Linked DNA regions of Mus musculus: regions 2 and 3 are each linked to region 1. A link is a contact called in public ChIA-PET and Hi-C data. All regions are on one chromosome and are shown on one strand. The core of a region is the stretch at or near the end of the contact, and the rest is flanking DNA. Distances in the headings are between cores, read along the strand shown. Region 1 overlaps Znrf3 (zinc and ring finger 3). Region 2 holds the start of Ccdc117 (coiled-coil domain containing 117). Region 3 holds the start of Emid1 (EMI domain containing 1).

What was found. Hi-C and Micro-C count contacts between places; a contact is called where the count stands out from the background. ChIA-PET counts read pairs in DNA pulled down with a chosen protein or histone mark.
Region 2: a contact with region 1 is called in a Hi-C map of cerebral cortex, with 2.6 times the contacts expected there. The contact joins the promoter of Ccdc117 here to the enhancer-like site in region 1. A contact is called at or near these places in 1 of 15 datasets of contacts at CTCF or cohesin (the NIH/3T3 cell line), 14 of 484 Hi-C or Micro-C datasets (B cells, the Ba/F3 cell line, CD4 T cells and 10 more), 10 of 115 datasets of contacts at active chromatin or transcription factors (the 230-238 cell line, bone marrow-derived macrophages, effector CD8 T cells and 6 more) and 3 of 9 other capture datasets (adipose tissue, embryonic stem cells and macrophages).
Region 3: a contact with region 1 is called in an RNA polymerase II ChIA-PET map of memory CD8 T cells, with 52 read pairs. The contact joins the promoter of Emid1 here to the enhancer-like site in region 1. A contact is called at or near these places in 11 of 39 promoter capture datasets (the 3T3-L1 cell line, the C10 cell line, the HPC-7 cell line and 7 more), 1 of 15 datasets of contacts at CTCF or cohesin (large pre-B cells), 1 of 484 Hi-C or Micro-C datasets (liver), 5 of 115 datasets of contacts at active chromatin or transcription factors (double positive thymocytes, embryonic hindbrain, embryonic stem cells and 2 more) and 2 of 9 other capture datasets (adipose tissue and embryonic stem cells).

Annotation. Positions count from the first base shown.
Region 1 is chr11:5,295,718-5,298,762 of GRCm38.p6, forward strand. The region is part of intron 2 of Znrf3 (zinc and ring finger 3); the gene reads right to left. Among named protein-coding and RNA genes, the nearest start is that of Kremen1, 36 kb to the left of the region's middle. Within about 2 kb of position 1,539, at least 120 of the 459 cell types and tissues checked have an H3K27ac peak or open chromatin away from gene starts, as enhancers often do. A contact at or near this core is called in CD8 central memory T cells, DN2 thymocytes, cerebral cortex and 4 more, where this site is marked.
Region 2 is chr11:5,540,715-5,543,759 of GRCm38.p6, forward strand. Ccdc117 (coiled-coil domain containing 117) reads right to left here and starts at 1,503. Exons shown (of 5, transcript NM_134033.2): 1 at 1,163-1,503; 2 at 659-709. The coding sequence starts at 1,344.
Region 3 is chr11:5,150,676-5,153,720 of GRCm38.p6, forward strand. It overlaps Emid1 (EMI domain containing 1), which reads right to left and starts at 1,555. Exons shown (of 15, transcript NM_080595.3): 1 at 1,447-1,555. The coding sequence starts at 1,547.

The DNA.
Region 1 (3,045 bases), core at 289-2,788:
CGCTCACACAGCATCAGTTTCACTCGGTAGTAAGCACCATACTTGGGCTTTCCTGCTCCCAACACTGACTACAGCCAACTCCTAACCAATGGGAATCCTGTGGATCCTCCAACTCTTCAATTAGGATCCGTCTGTTTAGCTATGTCTTTTTGGTACTCTGCAATCTGCAGCCTTTAGTCTTCACACTTCAGACTTCAAGACCTGCCTTCTTATCTGCACCATCTTCTGTTGTACTGCTAAGGAGGCTTTTGACTTCTAAGGCACACATGTTGTTTCTGGCCAGTCTTAAACTCCAGTGGCTCTGCCTGTGGCTCTTAGGCCCTGGACTTTGTACACACACATCTCTGGATTTCAAAGCTCTCAAAAAAAAAAAAAAATTCCTGTACATTTAAAGTGTGTGCTGTGTCCCTTCTCTCTCTGGAGGAAAGTGAACTTTCCATAGAATTCCAATGAGGAAAAGCTAGCCAGATGACTACCCTTGGATATGTGCCCTTGGCCTTCCTCTGGCCTAGAGGACTGATGGAATCTATCCTACCACTTGCAAGAGAGAACAAGGCACAGGACCTGTTGAGACACAGAGCACGGCTCTCTAGGAGTACTGGCTGCAGAAACCACAGCGTCACAATTTTTAAACACCAACATGAGAGACACCATTCTTTTCTGCAGTCTACAGACTTGCAGAGTGGCAGTAACAAGCTTCTGTTGTTGTATGGGGTCCTGTGCCTACTGCCAGTGAGGTCATGTAGGGGAAAGTGGTGGTGGTTGTGGTAGGGGCAGGTCATACCAATGGAGGTCAACCAGTGGACCTGACCATACCTACCACCACCACCAGCTCTCTCTTGGTGGGGTTTCCTGGTCTAAGCAGCCCACTCACTGGGTCCTTGTGTACCCCTTCTCTCTGGAGGTCACTAAATGGACTTTAAACCTTCACTCCTTACTTTCTCCTTCCTTCACTGCCTCTAGGCAGTGACCACCCAGGCACCAGGCTCTTGCGTATTCTGCACAGCCCTGTGCCCTAAAGTGTGAGTCATACTAGGCAAAGGGGCTCAAAGACACTCACCAAGGGCCCTGTTTTCCGACAGAAACTTTTCATTACATAGGAAATGAGGTCACACACTAGGGCACACAGGGAACCAGTGAGAAAAACTTGGTGCCAAGAAACAAGGTGGGGGTGGTGGTGGTGATGGTAATGTTAAAAAAAATGGGGAAACCTGACACAAGCCACCAGGAGAGATCACCTGTGCTCTAGAGTAATTTGTACTAGGCACACACAGAATTAAAAACAAACAAAAACCAGTCCTGATTTCCTCTAAAAGTACATATAGCATATCTGATTTTACCAAGTCACATTTGGAAGGCACTTTGTTGGCTTATTGCAGGCTTTAGAGACCCCAATTCAAAAGAAGACCACCACAGAAAGAGGACCAGAGGATGGGGTTGCAGATAGGGTTACTTCCTCTAGGGTGGGAGGTGAGGGCAGTGACATAGTGTTGCCCGCTCCACTGACTTGGCTCCTCATTCCAGGGCTTGGCTGCAGCCTGGCCTGACCTTCCAGGTTTCCCTGGCAAGTGATCAAAGCTCTGAAGCCACAAACACAGTTCAGAATTCAGAGGCCCTGCGGCCAACCCCCCCCCCCCAAGTCACCCCTCTCAGTCCCCTCCCCCATGACTGCCTTTCTGCCAGCTCCCATCCGGCTGCACTGAGAAAGGGCTCTCCCACCAGCTGTACTCCTACCCACCACAAGATACTTCTTGCCATAATTAAAGTCATTAAGTCTCCAAAGGCTCCCATGGGCTTCAAGTTCTAAGTTCCCGAGAGTGAGTGAGTGAGCGAGCGAGGGAGCGGATGAAGGATTTTTAAGTCCTAGTTAAGATTATGCTGATCTATTCAGGAGACATGTAGCAGCGAGAATCCAGCGGTTAAGTTAATGGTTAAGGCTGCCTAAGTTTAAACAGTGTTATTTATTCTCAAAATATGCAGCAGCCTCCACTTAATTCCTACTAATTAAAGGAACCAACAGAAGAGGCTGGAGTCTGTAGTCATGTACGGCGCCGATGTACAGGTTGTGAGTCTTTTCACAATCAGAAACTACTGGGTGTTAAACGGAAATGCATTTCCTTAGATCTTAATCTCAAACACAGACTTTTAGATCAGTTCCAAGAAACACAATGGTCCCCTTTGTTTTGACACCTGACAAGGAGCACCAAAAACTCAAAGAGAGCCTGTGCACACCCTCCTGTTCCATCCATCCTTCTGAGTAAATGAAGGATGTTATGGAAAAATGGCTGTAGAGCTGTCTATGCCTGAAAGAGAAACTTGTAGAGGACTTGGAAGCTGTTACCTTGCCTTGGGAGGTTCTCAAAGTCCCATTTCAGGCCAGATCTTATTAGGTCTGTAACTGGAAACTTCAAAAAAGGACCACTGCCTTCTGTACATGTGGCAACTAATTAATATAAACAAGTGTTAATTAGGTGGCAGAACCAGACTTAACAACCTTGCCTGCAAAGTCTGAGCACCTCAGCGGCCCTCTGGAGAATCAGGGTAGGTTCTTGCAGCAAGGGGCTTTGTTCTTAAGATTGGCCTACTGAGAGAGAAACTGGGGGACTGAAAAATAAAAATAAACTAAAAATCACTGCCTGGTGAGGTGTCTCAGTGAGTAAGGACATCTGCCATCAAGTTTGATAGTTTAGTTTGATCCCTATGTTCTGATGCTGATGGACTAGTAGGAATCTGGATCTAATTAAGCAGAACCCAGCAATACTTGCGATGAAGGAAAAGAAATTACAATACTCTTGAATCAGGTGGTAAACAGATTTAAAAGCAAATTCAAAACAGAAATATTCTGACTATACAACTTTAACACTAAGCACAAAATATCCTAGACTATACTGAGGAATATACACTATTCCTCAGTTCCTCATTAGAGTGTGCTCACAGTTCACCTGCCACTTGGAAGGGGCTTACACACATGCAGGTGGCCTCTCAGTCTTCAAACACCAAGTTCCCTTCACCTTGCTTAGAGACCTATGTTGCCATAGTCATCTG
Region 2 (3,045 bases), core at 253-2,752, 240 kb after region 1:
AAACTGACAACTTGAATCTGATCCTGGAACCCACATGGTGGGAGAGAGCCAATTTCCAAATGCTGTCCTCTAACTTCCACATACTCATCTGGAATTTGTATAATAGTAATGGTCAAGAAAAAAAAGAAAAGGCAGGTATTGAGGCCTGGTAGCATGTGGGCCTTTATAATCTGAACATGCAGAGGCAAACAGATCTAATAAGTTTGAGGACAGCCCTGGTTAGACACGGCTCCACAGACAGGCGATCTTAACAAAAACCAACAGGTAGACCTTGTATATACTCATTTGGAATAAGCTACTCCAAAGCATTGCAGAGTGACCAGGTATCTGGCTACAAAATTTGTAAGTTTCTGGACTCTTCCTAAGGAGAAAGAGAACAGGTTACATGGTTACTACCTCCGCGGAGAACACCAACCCTTCCAATACAGAGCCTAGGATTTTCTTTTTGTTTTGGTTTAATACTTTTGTGTCTGAAATGACAGTTTAAAATGCATGCGCATTTTCCTCTACCTGCCCGCCACTCAGTTTCTGCCCCTAAAAGGCAAACAATGTCAGCAGTTTAAAGAGATACATGTGCTTCACCGTTTTCACTTCAAATAGGATACACGTGTTAAACTAACCGCGACCACAAAGAGGACAAATTGGTCTGGATACTTACTCATCATCCTCCGCCAACCGCTTGTGTTTCTTTCTACAGTGAATGGAAACACTGTTGGAACAAACAAAAACAAACCAGTCACTCACGACTGGAACGTAAATGTAACGTTTCTGCACCATGTATTTGTCGCCTCACTCATCCGGATCTCCCGCCACAAATTGAACATTCCTTCCTTGGCCGTGATAGACCCACACAGGTCCCAGGTGATCACGATTTGCCAGGGGCTCCGAATAAAATAACCTCAGACAAGAAAATCTGAAGTTGTCACTTCTGTCGGGGCAGTGACAGTTGAGCACTCGCTCCAAACCCATTTCTGCCCCCAACATTGCCGATGAGGGACCCAAGTGTCCCAGAGGCATTCAAAGTTGTCCCGGCCGGCAGCCGGCGGCCGCGCGTGTGGAGGGAAGCGTCCAGGCCGAAGAACCCTCGAGGGTCGCCCGCCCTGCGCCCCGGGACTCACGGTTAACGTCCCGAGAGGTTAACGGGCCCGCCCCGCCTGCTCACCGTCCGCGCGCTGTTCTCCCGCCCGGGCTGCTCGGCGCGCCGCGGACACCGGGCCGCGGGGCCAGGTCATGGCCGGCGGCTCCTGGCGGGAAGGCCCGGCCCGCGAAGGCCGGTGGCGGCTGCAGGAAGTCCGCGCTGCCGCTCAGAGGGAGGCCGCTGAAGGGCCGGCCGAGGGCTGCCATGGCTTTCCAGACGAGGCTGCGTCCGCGACCCCAGTCGTTCGTTTTCCCAGACTCCGCAGTGGCCGCCACCAACGCTACCCACGATTACCTGCCTCTGAGCCCTCTTCGGCCCCCCAACCTCACGCCTTCTAGAACCCTCCACTCCGGACCGCCCAGAGACACGTCGGGATTTGTTGTGTATAGAGGGCCGCTGTCGTGAGGCATGCCGGGAGTTGTGGTCCTTAAGGACTACAGGCAAGATGGCCGGGGGTGTACCGGACGAATTGCAGGAGGTCAGGTCGCCCTCACCCGGCCAGAATGACAGACACCCAATCCCTATACAGAACGTTTGAGCTGGGCGTGGTGGATTCCCAGCTCTTATCAGGTGGAGGCAGGATAATCAGACACATTCAAAGCCAGACTTTGACTAAGTAGCATGGTCTAGGCTAGCCTAGTCTACGTGGGACCCAGTCCAAAATAAAAAGTTACACGTTTCTGTTTCTTCTGTAGTAAACAGGATAAGAAAAAATGTTTTCAGAGTTGAAGTGAGTAGTGAATGAATTAAAAATCTAGAGGTGGGGCTGGGCATAGTGGTGCACACATTTAATACCAGCACTTTCTGGGCAGAGGAGGGAAAATCTCTGAATTCTAGGTCAGTCTGGTCTACATAGTGACTTCCAGGCCAGCCACTGTTACGAAACAAAATATAAAAAAAAAAAATGCCTAGGAGTGGGACCTGACAGCTGGAGTTATTATTCTAGAATCTATGGTGAAAGGAAAACCAACTCTAGAAACTTGTTCTTGAACTTCCTTTCGTGGGGTGGGGGTGGGGACTGGCTTGGTTTTGTTCCCTGGTTACACATGCACTCTCATGCACACATATAACAATAACAAATAGAAAATTAAAAGCTAATAAAACTCCGAGAGGGAAGTGCAGCTGAGTGGTAGGGTGCATGTACTCCACCACAATATTTATACATGAAGCAGGTGGATGTGTGGCACATACTTCCAGTCAATCCCAGCTATAGGGAGGTTGAAGCAAGAGAATGGTTGAGTTCAGCCTTAACAACAAAACAGGATGTCAAGGCTTAGAAAACTCTACATGTGTGTACTTGTAATGCTATCTTTCAATTGTTTCTGTGTTTTATCATAAATGAAATTTTTGATGTATTGGATCCCATGGACAATTACTAAAACCCCCAGAGATTGGGAGAGCAATTGGAGGGGAAAAGCAGAAGTTCAGCCTTGTATATCCAAAGATGGTTAATAATGTCCCCTGCTTAGGTTGGACCAATGGAGTGGAGGATTGATTGGTCAGTCCTACCACTGATCATCCCCCATTTTTTTCTGCCTTAAAGAATGATCCCATCACTCATCACTGAGTGGCTTATACCATTGTCAATGCCATTTAGCCAAAGATTTATCAAGGACACACCAGTAACTGAACTAGAGTGGACTTAAGGAAGTGAGTTAGTGTCTTAGCCTGGGGGAGTTGAGTTAGTGATAAATGATTTGGAGGAAGTAAAGTTCATAAAGGCAACTTTGTATGAGCAGGTCGGGTGGCATAAACCTGTAATCCCAGCATTTGGAAGGTTGAGGCAGGAGGATTTTAAAAATGGAAGGGCAGCCTCAGCTAAGAAGGACATGAAATGGATGTGTGAGACCCTATCTCCAAAACGAACAAAACAGCACCTTTGACTGGAATGAATTGTTAGGAATTTA
Region 3 (3,045 bases), core at 305-2,804, 150 kb before region 1:
GACCCCAGGAAGCCCTAGATCCTCACCCCTCTTATGTGGGGCTTACTCTATGAAGTGGGACAGATAATTCCCCACTCTCAGACTTTGTTTCTTTCTCTATAAAACAGACAGCAGAGAGAAGCAAGCCTAGATAGCAGCTGGGAAGGTTCTAGAAGCAATGGATGCAGGAAAAGTGCCAGCCCACACCAGCTGTGGTTGGCACACTGTAGGGGTGCTGTGGCATCTGCCACATCTGCCACTCGGCTGTTCCCATCTCAGACAGCTAACTGCCTGACCTCTGCTGCCTCAGCCACTTCTACCCCTGAGCCTGCTCTACCCGGTCACCTGCTTTTGCTAGCTCCCAGGGGGGGTTGCTGGCCTCTGACCACAAGAAAGGGAAACTTCTAAAAAGAAAGAAGTGAGGCCACAGGGGGGTGGGGCCCTCACGGGCCTTTGAATGGGCTGAAAGGCCTAAGAGGCCTGGTTAGTCCACATTGTCTGTCCTGGAGACAGGGGCAGGGGCTACAGGCAGAGCAGGGGCCAGGGCAGGTTCAAACTCTGCCATCGAGTCCAGAAAGGGAGAGCTGAATCCCAGCTCTTCCATGAATACCCACCACGAGCACATTAGTCTCAGTTTGCCCCTCTATTGAGTGGGGACAAGTTTCCCTACATCCTCCAGTCTTGAAGGCACTGTCTAGAAAAAGCCCCACAGGACCCGATCCTGGGAAACACTCCACAAAGGCCGGCAGAGAGTCATAGGCTTTTGGGAGGTCCAACCAAATGCCAGGTCCCAGGGGGCCTCTGACACTGACCCACTGTGCAGTCTCCACCCCAGTCCTTCCTCCGAGTGAAATAAATAGCTGGGACATAAAAAAAGAAAAAAGAAAAAAAAAAAGAAAGAAAGAAAGAAGAAAAAGACAGTAGCAGGGGAAAAGAGAGGGGATTCCTGAAGGGCTGGCTAAGGGGTGATCCTGGCATTTTACATGTACATGAAGGGAAGGGGGGCTTGGGCGAGACCCACAGAAGTCCTGGGAAGCTCTGTTGCATTGCCATGGGTCCACCTTCTGGGGCCTCCGGGATCTCAGTAGGGGAGGCCGTCTGTTCTTTCACACAGAAGTAGGTGAGCCGGCTATCCTGAGCACAGCGTGCCAAACCCCTGCTCCCACTGCTTATGGTATAGAGATGAGCGATGGAGCCCCTGCAACAGTCTCGGACTGCCTCCGATGTCCCGGGATTGCAAGGAGCTGGGGTCGGGTCTCTGTCCCAGTCCTAGGGTTGCATGGAGCTGGGGTCGGGTCTCTGTCCCAGACCCTGAAGTTGCACAGAGCTGCGATCGGGTCTCTGCCCCAGTCGCGGGATTGTACGGAGCTGGGGTCGGGTCCCTGTCCCAGTCTCGGGGTTGCACGGAGCTGGGGTCTGCTTCCCTCACCCCAGTGCTGGGATTGCACAGAGCTAGGGGAGACTTACCTGCGACCCGAGAACCGGGCGCCCGGGACGCTCCACGCGGCGCCGCCTCCCGGGAGCAGGAGCCCGAGGCAGAGCAGCGTCCAGGCCCGCGGGCCGCCCATGCTGTCGTCCCCACCGCAGCCGCGGGCGCGCAGAGCCGGTTCCGGGCGGAGCAGGGCGGGGGCGCTCGGCTTCGCCCGCCCCTCGCCCCCCGCCCCCCGCCAACCCGGAAGCCGTCCGCGCCCCCGCCAGGACGCCCTCCAGGTGCCCACCTGAGCCGCAGACTGGGAAACTGAGGCCCTGGCCGCACCCGCCCCCTCGTCCCCGCAACGCTGCCAGGACCTGAACCCACCACTCCAGAGCGATCGCCTCTGGACGCACATCTTTGACATCTTTGCGGAACTGGGTTCCCGAAACACACAGGATCTTCCCATCGACCTAACACAGGCTTCCTGCGCGAGCTGTGCCATTGTCCCAGGCATCTCACCCCATACATCCTGCCCTGACTAAAGCTTTCATCACTCCGTGTTGGGCTGGCTAGGTCGCCCATGTTACGGAGGAGAAACCCGAGGCTCAGGTGCTCCCGCGTCCCCTAAGTGCAGTGACCCTTATACCTGTTTTACAGGGAGACACTAAGGCCCAGAGCACTCTGGCAGAGTAACCCCAGACCCACAATCCCCTCATCTCAGTGTTGGGGTCTAAGCACAAGTGTAGACAGCATTTTGGCATAGGCCTCAATTTCCCATTCCCTAAGGTAAGGACTGGCTGAGAGCAGAGGGCCTGGGTGGGACTCAGGCACATTCCACGCGGCATAGCAGGTGCGAGGAGTTTGCCTGTGCTGACATGATAGACTATTTGTGTGCATGGATAATGTTGTATGCATGCACGGCGCTGTAAACATGTATGTGCTGAATCTGTGTGTACACGATGTGTTTGTGAGCATGGGCAGTATTTGCTTATGTACGCCATATTTGAATGAACAATGTATGTGTTTGTGTGGTGGGCATGTGTATGCATGTATGTCTGTGTACACGTGAGATGCCTGTATGCATGCATATCATGTTTGTGTACACGTGTGCATGTGTGTGTATATGAACATGTGTGTATATGAACATATATGTACATATATGTACACACATATATGTACATATATGTACACACATATATGTACATATATGTACACACATATATGTACATATGTGTGTATATGAAGTATGATTTTCTTTCTTTCTTTCTCTTTCTTTCTTTCTTTCTTTCTTTCTTTCTTTCTTTCTTTCTTTTAGATGAGCTCTCTATATGTCCTGGCTTGGTCTGGAACAAATACACACACACACACACACACACACACACACACACACACACACATATATAATATGGCTAGCTTTCATTTCACAGAGGTCTGTCTGCCTCTGCCTCCTGCATGCTGGGTTCGATACTGTGCCCAGCTCTACACAAGAGCAGAGTCGTCACCAAGGGAGGTCACAGAAGACGTCTACTGCACGCCCCAGCAGTGAGCAGCCTAGGTCAGGGAATCTTTGCCCAGCTCAGCTGTGCAAGGGGCCATGCTCCTGTGGTTGCTTGCCCATCTCTGTGTGGAAACAAAGACAGTCTGAGTCCTGG